2 separate regions of the Ovis aries genome follow, and region 1 is linked to region 2. The links are chromatin contacts, called in public Hi-C maps. All regions are on one chromosome and are shown on one strand. Each heading gives the region's core, a stretch centred on a gene start, on an enhancer-like site or on the middle of the called end of the contact. The rest is flanking DNA. Distances are from core to core; before and after follow the strand shown.

Region 1 (2,700 bases), core at 170-2,669, 560 kb after region 2:
GACCATAGGCTGGTCCATCAGATGATGTGAGAGGGAAGATGAAGCCACCTGACACAGAGGGTCCACTAAGGTGAGTTGTACAACAATGTTGAGCTGTATGGATTTATAGACTTGAGACAGAGACCTTTAGAGGCAGGAGGAATTTATCTCAGGCAGAAAGTTCAGTGGATTTCACTGTGTTTCCACTGGTGCTGTGCTGCCCTGGGGTTAGTCACTCAGTTGTGTCTGGCTCTGTGCGACTTCATGAGCTGTAGCCTGCCAGGCTTCTCTGTCCATGGGGATTCTCCAGGCAAGAATACTGAGTGAGTTGTCATGACCTCCTCCAGGGGATCTTCCCAACCTAGGGATTGAACCCAGGTCTCCCAAACTGCAGGCAGATTCTTTACCAGCTGAGCTACCTGAGAAGCCCATTTCCAGTGGTATCTCCTTCTATGTTTTCTTCCTTTAGTGTCCCTGCAATAAACACACAAACAGCAAAAACAAAAACCCAGAAAACCACTACTGCTGGGCAGCAGGTGGCCTGGCCCAGAGGAAGACCCTCCCAAACCCAGGTCCGCAACTGGTGGACCGTACCTGGCAGTGGATTCCTGCAGATCCCCTCGCGGTGTAACTGCAGGAGGAGTCCAGCGCACACTGGATGACTGGTTTTGGTGAAACAAACACTGTTGCCCAGTGATCAGAAGCGAGATCCCCAGGGTGCCTGAAATCCCCACCTCGTCTCCTCTCCAGCCTCTGCATCTAGCATTACCAGGTTCCCAGGGAGGGCAGAGGGGTGACCGTTGGAGCAGGCATTTAAAGTGTGTGGAGTCGAAATAATAACGGCAGGTTTCCCCTGTTCCCCTCCGTCTCCTTCCAAGATCTACTTGAACTGCAGCTGCGTCAGCGGGGGATCTGCTTCAGCGAAGACAGGCCCGTGTCCCGTCTCCTGCGCCCACTTCCTGCTCCCGACCACCTTCCTCATCTCCTTCGTGGCGCTCATAGCCTGCGTCTCGCACAACCCCCTCTACATGATGGTGCTGCGGTGAGTGCGCCTCTCCTTCCCAACGCTCCCCTCACTTAACGGCCAGCTGCGCCCTTCCAGAGGGTGAGGTGAATGGAGGGTCATTCATGTCAACACCTCAGGGGCAGCTTGGTGTCACTGTAACAGGACACCTGCCTTGGCCTGCCGCCTGTCCTCCCTTCTGACCTGGCTCCTAGGACACGGGGGCTTTTCTCATTGTCATCCTTTCCACAGTCCTTATTCTGTCTCTGGAACTTTCCTCGTTTTCCTTCTCTGATTTTATGCCTCCAGCTGAATTCTCCTCCCTCCTCTCTGTTCTTTTGAGAGTTAAAGACAGGTGAATCTACGGGTGTGGAGTCAGCGTGGAGCCTGGCAGACTGGAGGGGTCACGTGGCTCAGCCGGCAGGCTCCGCCTCCCCTCCAGGCTCCACCTCTTCCCCAGGCTTCGCCTCCTCTCCAGGCTTCGCCCTCCTCATACAGGATGGAGAGGCAAGGACACCCACCAAGGGAGGAGAAAATACGGTTTCAACCAAGTTGGCATAACTTACCCCCTGCCTCCCTCCCTCCTGTCCTTATCAGTCTGGCAACAGATGGAAAAACAGGATTTGGAAGACTCGGTCCAGGGTCAAAGGCCTATCTCTACCATAAACTGGCTAAATGTCGTTTGGTGTTGCCAAGTTCACCAAGTCTCAATCTCCTCATGTATGTGTGTGCTTATTCACTCAGTCGTGTCCAGCTCTGTGACCCCATGGACATAGTTCTCCTGCCTCTCCTGGTCCGCTGAGTCCTCGGACACGAGATGTTCTTGAGGTGGTACAGGGAGATAATACTAGTGCACCAATGCCAGGGCTTTGGTGCCAGCCTGTGCGGAGTCCCACGCTGCAGCCTCACTTGGTGGGTGTCCCCGCCTCTCCATCCTGTATGAGGAGGGCGGAGCCTGGAGGGGAGGCGGAGCCTGGAGAGGAGGTGGAGCCTGCTGGCTGAGCCACGTGACCCCTCCAGTCTGCCAGGCTCTACTCTTGACTCCACATCTGTAGATTCACCTATCTTTAACTCTCAAAAGAACAGGAGGGAGGAGAATTCAGTTGGAGGCATAAAATCAGAGAAGGAAAATGAGGAAAGTTCCAGAGACAGAATAAGGACTGTGGAAAGGATGACAATGAGAAAAGCCCCCGTGTCCTAGGAGCCAGGTCAGAAGGCAGGGCAGGACAGGTGGCAGGCCAAGGCAGGTGTCCTGTTACAGTGACACCAAGCTGCCCCTGAGGTGTTGACGTCAAATGACCCTCCATTCACCTCACCCTCTGGAAAGGAGAAAATACGGTTTCAACCAAGTTGGCATAACTTACCCCCTGCCTACCTCCCTCCTGTCCTTATCAGTCTGGCAACAGAGATGGAAAAACAGGATTTGGAAGACCCGGTCCAGGGTCAAAGGCCTAGCTCTACCATAAACTGGCTAAATGTCGTTTGGTGTTGCCAAGTTCACCAAGTCTCAATTTCCTCATGTATGCGTGTGCTTAGTCACTCAGTCATGTCCAGCTCTGTGACCCCATGGACATAGCCTGCCAGGTTCTTCTGTCCACGGAATTTTCCAGGCAAGAATCTGAAGTGGGTTGCCATTTCCTACTCCAGGGGATCTTCCCCACTCAAGGATCAAACCCACATCTCTGTGTCTCCTGCATTGGCAGGCAGATTCCTTACCA
Region 2 (2,700 bases), core at 62-2,561:
TTTGTAAAGCTGAAAACACAATCTGAGTTCTTAAAGAAAAATATTTAAAGTAACACAGAAACCAAAAATTCAATTCCTGAAACCCAGGTCAGTGTCGGTTTTAGCTGAATTTCAAACAAGCTTCCTAAAAGGAGGAAGCTCTAATAAAGTTGACTAGTGATGCTATTACCGTCCAATACCACTACTACCTTAACTGAGAACGGGAAGGGCCAAAGTTGTTCTACCTTTTAACGGGAGACAAGTGGCATCAATACAATTAATACATACAACAACTACAATAACTGTTAAAACCTGAATCTATAATGTTTATCAATATCTAGCCCGTTTTAATTTCAGTTGTTCTTACTATACTGATCACTGATGATATAGTCAAAAGGCAAGAAGCTCGATAAAAAGCTAATAATACTACATTTCAAATAAGAAAATACATACCCTTTATTATATCATTAAGCTACAGCTATGATCAGTATAGAAAAATTTGAAGGTAACATGTAGTTAATGATCCTTATGGTTTCCTCTTCGTATCTAGAAAATAGTTAAATGCAAGCATGTGGGGAACTGTAAAACTACAGGGCACAAATCCTACAGTACTGTTTTATTAAAGGAAGGAAAAAAATGTTAACACTGGTTTAAGGAACCGTTTGTAAGCCTTAAGGAAAACTACTCTGCGCAATACGCATGCTTTAACTAGACGCTGTAAATGAACACGAGTCGCTGACAGCAAGCTCACTTTTACTCTCTGATGTTGTAAAAACTACATTATGAGCCTAGGTTTACTGCTTCCAAATATGTTCATGATTATAGTGCTTTATGGGCCCATCCCTTTTTTTCTCTCACTTTATTTCGCATCCCTGATTTCTATGGAGCAATAAGTTCAGGGTTCCCCAAATTCTGTCCTTCATGATTTCTGCCACATTACCATACCTCTGGAACTAACATTATGGTTTTTAAGTCAATTATTTTTAAAAACTTGCTAAATTTCCCACCCATAAATGAACCACTATCACCTGCCGTCAGCAACCTAAGCCTCAACAAGGCTAGGAAGGATGCTAGCCAAATGAGGCAGCCCAGGCGGGAGGGCTGGGCCGGGGGTACCTCCCCAGAAGTGGCAGCCTGACTCGCTGCCGACTCCGCTGGGAGAAGCGGAGCAGCTCGCCCACCCCGCCGCCCTCCCGCCGGCCGGCCTCAGGGGAAGGGCTGACCACCTGGCTAGCCCGGACTGCGCGCCGTGGGAGGCCATATCTTGCTTCGCGGGTCTGCGAAGCGTTTGCGGCGAGGAGGGGCGGGGCGCCGGGGCGGAGCCGGGCCGGCGGAGGCGAGCCTGGAGGCCAGCGGGCGGCTGAGGAAGTCGGCCCCCGGCCATTCGGCCGCTCAGTCTGCGGCCCCACTGCAGCCAGGGCGGCCTCCGGCTCCGGACACCGGCACCCGTCGCCTGTTGGACTTTCACACATGCGGTTACAGGCCTGCCACGAGCGCGCCCCCGAATCTTCCCGCCGTTACCTCCGGACGGGGGCGCGCACGCGCGTCACCGCCAACCTGACGTCCAGTCACGGTCTTCGGAACATTCGTTCCGCCTACTGCTCCCTGACTTTTAATTGAAGCAACGTCCTCCTTGACCCCCCCCCCCCTCCGCCCCGCCAAATGGGCTCACCGACTTCCGGGGATCGGAGAGCAGGGCGCCTCGGCCACATGACCGCTGGGGGCGTGGTTCTGGCTGTGCTGGGCCAGTGCTGGTAAAGGTTTCCCGCGCCCTAGCTTAGGTAGTGTAGGAGAAGCGCATGTTCGGGTTTCGGCCGATCCTATCGGCAGAGGTCGTTGCCCTCACCTCACCCTGATAACTACCTCCCTTACCGCTCGTCGGGAGGGTAGAAAAGGACTTACACGAAGGCCCTGGACTTCCCCCGCTTCCGCATTTGGTAGAGCCCGCCTTGGGCCGGAAGCCGAGGTTATGGGGCGGGATCCCACGCCTGTACGGACGGTGGTGGCCCGAGAGGGTCATATTTAGCGGGGGGGAAAGGGCATTCCAGGTTTGCTCTTTTAACTGCAAGTTTACCGATCTCTAAAACAGAGGTGAATAAAACTGCCCCTGTCCCGAAGAAACGCACGCACCGCTTGTCTGGGAAGACCCTGTAACGGGCAATGTAACAAGCCCCTGATGGGGCCCATTCACTGCGCCCCGGGAAATATGGAACCTGCGGAGGGGCGGATATCGCGTTCTTCTTGGAGCTTAGAGAAAGCTTCCTGCAGGAGGCAACCTGGGAGCTAAGTTGTTTAGAGTGACTGGGGGTTAGCTGAGGAAAAAAGGAAGAAGACAGAGCATTCCAAGCTTTGGGACAGTCACGTGTGTAAGATTTTGTTCAGGAAAGTGGTAACAGTTAATTATGGGGACTGGCAAGTGCCTGGGACGCTGGCTGTGACCTGGTCATTGCCCGCCTTGTACTTTCCACGCTTCCAGCCCCTGAAGAGTGACGGCACCTTAGCGCCTAACTCTGGAAATGAGATGTTAGCCCCGATGAGCTGACACTCAACTTTGAGTTTGGAAGGAAAAATAGGTGTTCGTGATGGGGCAGAGAGACCTTTTTAGGTGCAAAGGCTGGAAAGTGTGACAAGTTAGATATATTCTAAAGAAGAATAGGTGAAAAACTATTTGAGGCCAAATTGAGGGAAAACATGCTGAATCATTAATAAAAAATTTACGCA

Evidence for each region. Hi-C and Micro-C count contacts between places; a contact is called where the count stands out from the background.
Region 1: a contact with region 2 is called in a Hi-C map of liver, with 3 times the contacts expected there. The contact joins the enhancer-like site here to the promoter of ANAPC13 in region 2. A contact is called at or near these places in 2 of 16 Hi-C or Micro-C datasets (liver and tail adipose tissue).

The regions. Positions count from the first base shown.
Region 1 is chr1:256,056,967-256,059,666 of ARS-UI_Ramb_v3.0, forward strand. SLCO2A1 (solute carrier organic anion transporter family member 2A1) reads left to right here. Exons shown (of 18, transcript NM_001038021.1): 11 at 858-986; 12 at 989-1,001; 13 at 1,003-1,021. Among named protein-coding and RNA genes, the nearest start is that of RAB6B, 51 kb to the right of the region's middle. Within about 2 kb of position 1,420, at least 1 of the 54 cell types and tissues checked has an H3K27ac peak or open chromatin away from gene starts, as enhancers often do. A contact at or near this core is called in liver, where this site is marked.
Region 2 is chr1:255,495,600-255,498,299 of ARS-UI_Ramb_v3.0, forward strand. ANAPC13 (anaphase promoting complex subunit 13) reads left to right here and starts at 1,312. Exons shown (of 3, transcript XM_060395619.1): 1 at 1,312-1,760. It overlaps CEP63 (centrosomal protein 63), which reads right to left and starts at 1,935. Exons shown (of 14, transcript XM_060395599.1): 1 at 1,652-1,935.